Linked DNA regions of Gossypium hirsutum: regions 2 and 3 are each linked to region 1. The links are chromatin contacts, called in public Hi-C maps. All regions are on one chromosome and are shown on one strand. Each heading gives the region's core, a stretch centred on a gene start, on an enhancer-like site or on the middle of the called end of the contact. The rest is flanking DNA. Distances are from core to core; before and after follow the strand shown.

Region 1 (3,114 bases), core at 300-2,799:
ATCCAGCATGTATATGCACCTGCAGATCGTATCTGCAGGTTATTAGATCTGCAGAGAAGAGTTAACAACTAATTGATTCTCTAGGCAGAAATCTAGCAAATTCACTGAACCAACCAAAAAAAATACAGACAAGGCAGAGGCTAACATCTTTGGCTTACGTATAGAACGAACAATAACAGCAGTTTTGGAGAAAGACAATATAGTCGACATAAACTGCATATCAAGAGAGCAAATCCCATGAAATCTTACCTCTTTTGTTGTAGTCCCCATCCATTTTCATATTCAATATCAATTCGATGCGTCTCCAGCCGGCCGACGTATTATAAGTTCCTCGCGCTCTGATCTTCCATTGATTGGAACCAAGCTCTCAACATAAGCAATAATCTGCATCGTTTCCTGATAAGCATGGATATCAAGACTTTTAAGCTCTCGCGTGGAGGGGTCAAACAACACGAGTTCATGATCCGAGCTCTCGAGAAACAATTCACCATTTTTCCAAAACCCCAAAGGCCTCTCAACTCCAGGAAGAGAGTCAATTCTGAATTGTTTAGTCCATGATCCATTCATAACCCACAAATCAAAAGATTTGTCAGTCCCTTCCCTTGGGTAAACAATAGCACCAAGCAGTCCATTGAAGTCCAAAAGTTCCAAATAGTATTTAGCTAAAGACCCACCAAATTCAGGCAATGGTAAAGTAGAAAACTTTTCATTGACCATATCAAATGAGAGAATAAGGTAATCAGAGTCCCCAATTGCCTGCCAATAATAAAACCCATTTACGTAATTATTAAACAAAGGAGATCCATAAGGTTGAACCCCGGGAACTGAAATCTCCTTCCATGAATCGCTTTTAAGTGAATATAACTCAACTTGGTGGTTCCAATCACCCATTAACCCTTCATCTTCATTCTCTTCAAAATAATTAGTAACAAATCTTACCACTTTGTAGTCACCACTTTGAGAATCAAACCCAATACCAACGCAACCAAAACTAGTGGAATCTACTAAAGGAGGGCGTTGGACTGTGGATTGAGGGAGAGTTTTAAACTCTCTAGTTGATGGGTTCCAAAGGGCAACCTTATCAGCATCATGTAAACACAATAATCCATTACAAGGACCTGAAACCACTGGGGCATACCAACAATCCTCGAAAAAGGGTAAGTGAATGTTGTGTTGTACCGAAAAGTTTTGGCTTTTCTCAGTTGAAAGTTGAGATAAATAGTAGATGTCATCATGGGTGTTACCCTGACAACGTTTGAGGAGGAGATTAAGGTTGTTGTTGTGGAGGTTGTTTTGCTGATGTTTGGTAATGAAGTGAGGGGTTTGAAAAGATGAACACCAAGGCTTACAAACGCACCTGAAACGTGTCAAGGATTTAACTGGAAGCTTTGACAGAATCTCCAACATCACCATTTCTGGTACCTCAACTCTTGTTTCGGGCATCTTCCCTCTCTGTCTTATCTATTTCCTCTGTCTTTTGATGAATGATTTCTTTTGGGGGAAAACAATGTGAACTAAGATAGAAAAAAGAAGGCAAAACTATAACAAGTAACATTACACGTTTTCTTATTTGGTATATAACAATTACAAAACAATGTTGAAGATGTGAAAGAAAGTGAAGGTTAAATTATGCTATTACAGTCCCTGTAATTTATGAAAGTTATGGATTCAGTCATTAAAATTTAATTTGATCAATTTTAATTTTTGTAGTTTTAAATTGATCAAATCTACTCCTTTTCAAAAAGTAGCAATTAAATTTACTTGGTTAAATTCAATTACTACTCATTTAGAGTTGTAAATTTAGTTCATATTCTCAAATTTAATCATTCTAAGTCCTTATACTTTTTGAATTTTGAAATTTCAATCTTTATGCAAAATACAATTTTTAATCCATTAATTATATTTTTAATGAATAATATGCGAAAATAATTAGCTGATATGACATTAAACATATGATAATATGTTTGTCGCATCATATTTTGAAAATAGCATAACTTAATGAATTTAACAATTATCATTTGATGAGGTTTGAAATTTAAAAAGTAAAAGGGTTAAAAATAACTAAATTAAAGTATATAGACTAAATCCATAACTTTTATAAAGTACAGCGACTAATAACTAAATTTAACTTAAAGTTGAACTACGGTCAATGTTGTTGGACTACAATGATGGGCCTGGCCGAGCCCTCTGGTAATTCTCAAAACCCAAGAGCTTGTCCTGGGTAGGATTAGCACAATAATGGCCATATCCGTAAATTGAAAAGGTTAAAGTATTTTGTTAGTCCTGTACTTATATATAATTTGAGATTTGGCGTGTCTACTTTAAAAGTTAAAAATTCAATCTTGATATTTTTTTAATTTAAAAATTCTAATTTAATCATTACCGTTATTGTAGTTTTTGTCAAAATTCATTAATTTAACATGTTTATTTAAAATCAATCATATGTTATGTCATATAAGGACAACCTAATCAAAATTCTAAGTTGATAAATTTTGACAGAAAATATTTAAGATTTTAATGATTGGACTCTGACTTTTTAAATAAAAAAATACGAAGACCTAATTTTTTATTTTTTAAGTACATAGATTAAATCTCAAAATTTGACAAAATTCAGAGACTAACATCATATATTAACCAATTAAAAATATCTAAGATATTAGGAATATAACCCCAGTCTTTTATTTTTTACTAAACAAAAAAAAAATCAAGAATAGGGATAGCATACATTACATAGTAATCCTTGAAGAGCAAATAAGTAAATCAAAATTGGTCAAGAAATAGTTGAAAATACAAAAAGAACACTAAACTTGATAGCATTGATAAACAGAAAATAGAAGCATGACAAAAAGGTAAAAATCTGATACAAACATATCAACCTCCAATATGAAACAATCCATAATTCATGAAAACTCAGGTCATCATCTCATAAAAATCCCTTCCAATCACCATACTCCACAACTCATGATAATCTCTTAACAAAACTGATTATTGAAAGCAACCATTGGAAGTAGATAGAGTCACCAGACTATAACTTGGATAAAATGAATGTGAATATGAATATTTCTTGAACATTCCAAAAAAACTATTTTTATGTTAAAGTGACACCACATAAAT
Region 2 (3,423 bases), core at 613-3,112, 310 kb after region 1:
GTACTTAACGAGGCAGCAGCTTTTGGTAGCTCAGATACTCGAAACTTCCAAGCTTTCCCTTCGACTTGTACTGGACTATGTTCTGGTATCAACAGTCCAAGCCCTCGTTTCCTGTCAACATCTGCCTCTCCAACCCATAATCCACATGTTTCTTAAAACCCCTCCATGGACCAACACAAAATCTCCTACCATTAAAAAGTCGCATTATCAGCCAATAATCTACGTGAAATTGGACCATTAGGTCTCAGTGTAGCAGTTCTAGCTCTGAAACTATGACAAAACTTTTCAAGCATGCCATGAAATATCGATGAAGGAATCCCCTGGAAAGGCATTTCCAACCCACGACACAAACTCTTCATCTGTTCCCAACACCATACCAATAAGCCCAAACAATGACTTCCTCCAAACTCTTTATAGTTACCTACCTAAAATCATCTTCAACATTCATTATCTCATGATTGCCATTCAAAGTTATCAGTTTGCCCACCATTTTTAACAGCTTCATGCTTCAACATCTTTTAGAAATAAAGGATCTTGAGCACACCACCTATTTGAACAACGGTGGTAGACACACCAAACCAATAATTGGACCCATCAATTAGGCCACCAAGACGGAAGGCTTGCATGATCTTCTCGAGATCGCCATGGAGGGCTCCCTTAGCAACGACACAACTGGGGGAAGGGTAATGAGTTTGAAGGGGTTTTTGAGGAATTTGTCGATGGTGATGCTTGGGCAAAATGAGGCCGCTGATAGACAAGTCTACGAAGGTGTCAACAACTGATGTAAGAAATGAAGGTTTTCACATGCTGATGATCATCTTCTCTTGTGGACTGATGCTGTTTTCCATTATTTTTTAGGGATTGCTTTTGGCCATCAAGTCTTAAAACCAATCACCATTAAAGGTTGACTAGACGACAGGTCAACTTATTTTCGACCAGATTAATTTTGATTAAACAAATATTTGGGTCGTTTTTATTTCGGGTTATTAGAAATCATTAGAATTGCTTTACTAGGATCAAACTACCGAATCGAATTTAATTATGATAAAGTTAATGCATTACTGTTTTCAACTGGAGGAACCATCAGGACATGTCAAGGAACAATTATGGTTTCCTGGAATGTTCAAGCAAATGGAAAAGTAAAGTGACAAATCTCCACATCAGAATGGCTGCCTACAGTTCTAAGCAGTAAAAAGTATTACTACAGGTTAACCAAACCTTCCAAGATACAAAATATAAATGAAAAATAACCAATGGGATGAAGTTTTTAAACTATACAAGTGCCCGCGCTTGCCTTTGGACCCGTCCAGAGAAAGGTCATTGGCTGGTTGCTATAGGGGCAACAACATCAGAAACACACAAAAAAATTAGGGTTTGAGCTTCTCCAACAATAACCAGTGCTGTCATCACAAAAGGTCGTAACATGATAAAAACTTAAAGAATACAGCCAAGGGAAAACTAGTAATAAGTTTTTATTATTATCAACTACAATATAATGTATAACAAACAAAGACAAATAGTTTTCAAAACACAGATTTTAAACACATTATTTTGTCTGTCATATAAATGACCTTTACCTAGTTCTTGACTGCATTGTCACAAAAAAGGCTAATGAGATCAAGGCTTTGATCCCATGCTTCACTTCCCCTCTTGCTTTTTCAGCTCCTCGAACTTATCTATAGCCACCTGAAGCTCATCTGTACCTCCAACAGCTCTCATAGTATAGAAATATACACCAAATACAAATGCTGTCAAACCCCCCGCGACTACCATATTCTTAGTCTTTGGTGCAAGGCTGCCATAAGCAAATAGTCCAGCCATCTCAAAGCAGAAAATTGGTCCAATGTGTTAATACCGTCCAAGCTGAAATTCACCAAGCTATTAGTCTACTATCTTCCAAAACTCCACTTGGAAATGGGGAAAAAAGGAGTACAAAAACATGCTCCCTTAGAAATTAACTCTATTAGCCTATATGGTTCTTCGGCAAGGCGATGGAAAGCAACAAAACGTGAAAAAAGAAGAAGGAAATATCCAAAAAAATCCCAATATTATATTACAGTAATTTGAGGAATCTTCTATTGCGTGATACATGATTATAAATTAACAAACAGGAAGAAAAAACAAATTATCTAGCACATCATGTTGATTTATTTTTGAAATTTCATTGCTGAGTCACAGCATGATCCCTACAGAAAGAACAAGATTTTAATCCCCTTCTCCAAATAAAAAATATATAACCAATTAAAATGCAACAGTAATTCCATTGTTCCTTATGAAGTAAAATCATGCAATTCATTTTCTAAAAGATATATATAGTTTCAATTTTTTATTATTCAAAACAATACAACTTGCTTTGATATCAACAGATAACTTGGTGCTTTTTGGTTCTGGAAACAAAAGGCTAAGCAGTTTGGTAACAACAAGTGATGTTTAGATTATTAAACAGAAAATGCAAATAAGGCATCAAAATTCAAACACAAATAATACTGATTTCAAGCAAAAAGTTCATAGCAACAAAAACAGGCATTGTTCATACTTCATCCTTTAAACAATCATTAAATCAAACGAATATTTGTAACAAATCATAACAATAGTAACCAGCAATCAACTATCCAAGAAGAACCCATTTCTCATACCACTGAAAACAAATTAAATTCATATAAAATCAACCCAAAGTCTTAAAACAGATAAGTGGTTCCTCCAAGTTCTGCTAAACAGCAATCTTTCTCTCACACTTTTCAACTTGACCAAGCAATTTCTTTCCTTTTTAAAGTAACACATAATAAAGAACTAAAAAAAAAAACAGCGATAGAGCGGAAGCTTACCCGAAAATCCCAAAGCACCGATGGGTTTTTTTTATTATCTTAACCTGAATACAGAGGAGAAAACAGAAAGGAAATGCTGCAGATTTGAAAGGTAAAGGAATAGGTGGTGCGTGGATTTGGTTGGGATGGTTATGGTTGGGCAAGCAAAACAACGTGGGCCTTAATATTGGCCCATTAATTAATATCATTTACAAATAAAAAGTAAAAAAAAAAACTCATTTTGGTAAATTACAATAAAGGGTAAAGCCCAACGTGACTGACACGACTAAATAGAAAAAAACTATGGTTGGGCAGATTTGAAAGGTAAACGAAACCAAGGAATAGGTTGGGATGGTTATGGTTGGGCAAGCAAAACAACGTGGGCCTTAATATTGGCCCATTAAGTAATATCATTAACAAATTTATAATTTTAGTTTAAAATAGAAAAAAAGAAGAAGCATGAGTTTATTGAACCTTTTAAACAGACTAAAATCTTTAGTGTTAATTACATTATTAAATTGACATTATTATTAAATTTAAAGTATTAAAAAATAGAAATTATACTGTATATCCACGTTAGATTGTATTTTGAAATGCTCACTGTGGTATTCAAAATAAA
Region 3 (3,189 bases), core at 445-2,944, 310 kb before region 1:
TAAGAAAAAGAATCCATTGATTTGTTGTAAATTTTAATCAAGCTTCCCTTATCTTAACAAATCTCCACCCAACTTGCCACGTCTGATTTTCCTACTCAAAATTATTTATTTTCTCTTATTTTTGTTGAAAAACTTCAATCCAAATTAACATGATAACACATATTCCCTACTCAAAATTATTTCATCCATCCATAGTGAAAATAGTTGCTTTTGTTTTTATATTTTTCTTGCTTTAAAAAAAATGCAAGTTAGTCCTTATTAAATTGCATTTTATAAAAATTAAGAGATTAATCTAATTAAATTACAATTTAAACTTTATCATTAAATCGTTGAACTAAAAACTAATAGGTTTATATGTATAAAATTAATAAAAAAATTGGATAGTTGAATAATTTCTATGTAAAAAATTAGTAATTTAGAACAACTAAATTATGTTTTAAGTAGTAAATTAAACCAATATTACATGTAAGATAGAATTTAAAAATAACTTGTGCTGTTAACTGGATAGGGTCCATTAATGTAGTTTCAAATTTAATCAAACATGAATGAATAAACTTTGATGTATTTGTTCATTGGCCAACTTTGTTTAATTTTATAGTGATAATCTTAAACGTTGAATGTCAATCATGAATTAATATTGTTTAAGAAGTTGGAGTTGGATTCCGAATTTAAAAGTGTTTTTTAAAAATCATTATCCGTCCTAAATAATGATTAAATTGAACTAATAATATTTTATTAATTAAAAAAATGAAATTTAAATTAAATAGGGTAAACTCACTCAACTATGTATAAGTTTCCTTTTTAGTCGCTTGATTGTAAAAAAGTTACAAAATAGTTAATTAATAAATCGAGTTTGTCTTTTTTGATCATCAACCCTTAATTAGATAACTAAAAGATGACTTGGCAGTTATAAAAATTGGTATAGTAACAAATTATAAAAAAATAGTCTTATTGTTTACACTTTCCATAATATAGTCTAATTATAAAAATTATAAAAAAATTAGTCTTATTGTTTACACTTTCCATAATATAGTCTAATTATAAAAAAATAAGATATAACTTTAAGTCTCGAAATTTCAAAACATAAATTTTATTATTGAAAAACTAGTGATTTAAAAAACATATAAAAATATAAGTTTTGAAATCTTGAGATTGATTTATAATTAGATTAAATTATGTAATGTGTAAATATTAATGATTAATTTTTAGAATCAAAATCAAAATGACATAAATATATGAATGCTAAGAGTTGAATTTGTTATCACCTCAATTTTTATATTTGCCACATGCCTTTCCATTCCCTAGTAAATGGTTGGTAATAAAAAAAACTCGGAGGATTATTTTATAATTTTTAAAATTGAGTGATATACAATGTAATTTACCCATTTAAATATTTGAATTTTATTCACGGAAACGAGCAAACTGGAACTTGACTTTGAGTTTACGCCCGGACCGAACCGGCATGCTAATAGCAATAAATTGCACTTGGTCGTAGTTAAATGGTTTGGTCCAAGCTGACCACCACCTACAATACCAAAGCTAGTTCAACCGTTTAGGTACGGCAAGATATTTTAGTTGGGACAGACTCGATAATAAAAACCCAACCAAAGGTCATTTTCGTCAAACAAAACATAAGTTGTCCCTTTTGTAAAAGATTACTCAAACAAAGTACATAGGAAAAGGAAAAGAAAACAATGGTGGATGATTTCATGGTATGTGTCGACAAATATAGCATCTGCAGCTTGTTTTGAGTCTTCTTCAGTGAATGAAGGACAACCAATCTCAACTACAGCTGCTGGGAATACTAATGTTGTTGTTCCTATGACGAAAGCAAGTGGTGATGATGATAGTGGAAAAGAAGGAGAAGGAAAAACTGGGTATAGTTCAAAGAAGGTGAAAGAGGTGGTGGAGTGTAGGATATGTCAAGAGGAAGATGATTTGCTTTCTTTGGAAGCTCCTTGTGCTTGCAGTGGCACTCTCAAGGTCTTTACTTTTCTTGGTTTTTCTCGCCTTCTGTTTTTAAAGTTTTGAGGTCTTTTTCTTTTTTAAACGAAGATGGTAAATCGTTTTTCTTTTGGTTAAACTTTTTCCCTTTTAAGTTTATATTTCTGGGTTTTTTGATTGTATGCTTTAGATTACTCTGATCGTATGTTTCATTGGTCTTACCAATCAACTTTTTTTTTTTGTGGTTAGGAGAGGAGTAGTTGTAAAAAATATAAAAAAAATTATTTATCCTTTGGTTCTTTTTTTTTTCTTTTCCTTTTGGGGGCTTGTCCCTTGACTTTGTGGCTCTAGTGATGGTTCTTTGTTATTGGCTTATTCCATTATACAATTTAATAATAGTAATAAAATACACAACTTATTGCTAATTCTAAAACCGGGCTTTTTTAGGGGTAGGCTTTGTTGGGCTTCAGTTTTGTAGCAATGGTGCTATGATGTTTTCTAGGTAGTTTTATTGGTTTTGGAATGCGAGCATTTCTTGGCATTAGCATATGCCTTGTTTGAGTTTCCTTTTGACTTATTCTCTTTCTTCATACGTTATTTCCTAAGCTTCAATATGAAAATTTCAAATGTTGATCTTTTTCTATTTTTGTAAAAGATTTTAAAGGAAAAGAGAATATATTCTTACCTGTTTCCGTTTCTTCTTTGCATTTCCATGACTTCTACTAGGTACTCATATAGCCAATACCTAGTTATATATATTAGCATGATTTTATTTTTCCTAAAGTATCAGTGTCCTGTATCCGACATATATGAAAAACCTTGATAGGTTGTTTATATGGTTATCTGGTTTAAGATGCGTTTGCAGATTGAAATGTTTGAAGTGTCTTTTTAACTTATCGTGTATATATTTTTGTTTCAGTTTGCTCACAGGAAGTGCATTCAAAGATGGTGCAACAAGAAAGGTGACATAACTTGCGAAATATGCAAACAGGTTGGGGGTGTTTTTAGCCCTTTTCTTTTAATTTGCATATATAAAAAAAAGTACGTGTTTGATAGATAATGTGTACAATATTGCTCTGTTTTTATCAGGTTTTTTCACCAAATTATTCTCTTCCTCCGACCAGAAGCAATCCAGATGTTCTGGCAATTGACATTAGGTAATCCTCTTTTTGGTTAACAGCTTCTACTTCTGTGTCTTTCCTGTTGGACCATAGGAGATATTTGTTCATCCCATTCCTTCTTAAA

The links. A called contact is a pair of places that touch in the nucleus more often than the background predicts.
Region 2: a contact with region 1 is called in a Hi-C map of leaf, with 2.3 times the contacts expected there. The contact joins the promoter of LOC107896778 here to the promoter of LOC107896790 in region 1. A contact is called at or near these places in 3 of 34 Hi-C or Micro-C datasets (hypocotyl and leaf).
Region 3: a contact with region 1 is called in a Hi-C map of leaf, with 1.9 times the contacts expected there. The contact joins the promoter of LOC107896792 here to the promoter of LOC107896790 in region 1. A contact is called at or near these places in 2 of 34 Hi-C or Micro-C datasets (hypocotyl and leaf).

What each region holds. Positions count from the first base shown.
Region 1 is chrA10:81,551,173-81,554,286 of Gossypium_hirsutum_v2.1, forward strand. It overlaps LOC107896790 (F-box/kelch-repeat protein At3g06240), which reads right to left and starts at 1,550. Exons shown (of 2, transcript XM_041078879.1): 1 at 250-1,550. The coding sequence starts at 1,443. The coding sequence ends at 289.
Region 2 is chrA10:81,858,786-81,862,208 of Gossypium_hirsutum_v2.1, forward strand. LOC107896778 reads right to left here and starts at 1,863. Exons shown (of 1, transcript XM_016822051.2): 1 at 1,453-1,863. The coding sequence starts at 1,821. The coding sequence ends at 1,639. It also overlaps the pseudogene LOC121208034.
Region 3 is chrA10:81,236,677-81,239,865 of Gossypium_hirsutum_v2.1, forward strand. It overlaps LOC107896792 (E3 ubiquitin-protein ligase MARCHF8), which reads left to right and starts at 1,695. Exons shown (of 8, transcript XM_016822069.2): 1 at 1,695-1,727; 2 at 1,729-1,983; 3 at 2,864-2,935; 4 at 3,034-3,101. The coding sequence starts at 1,695.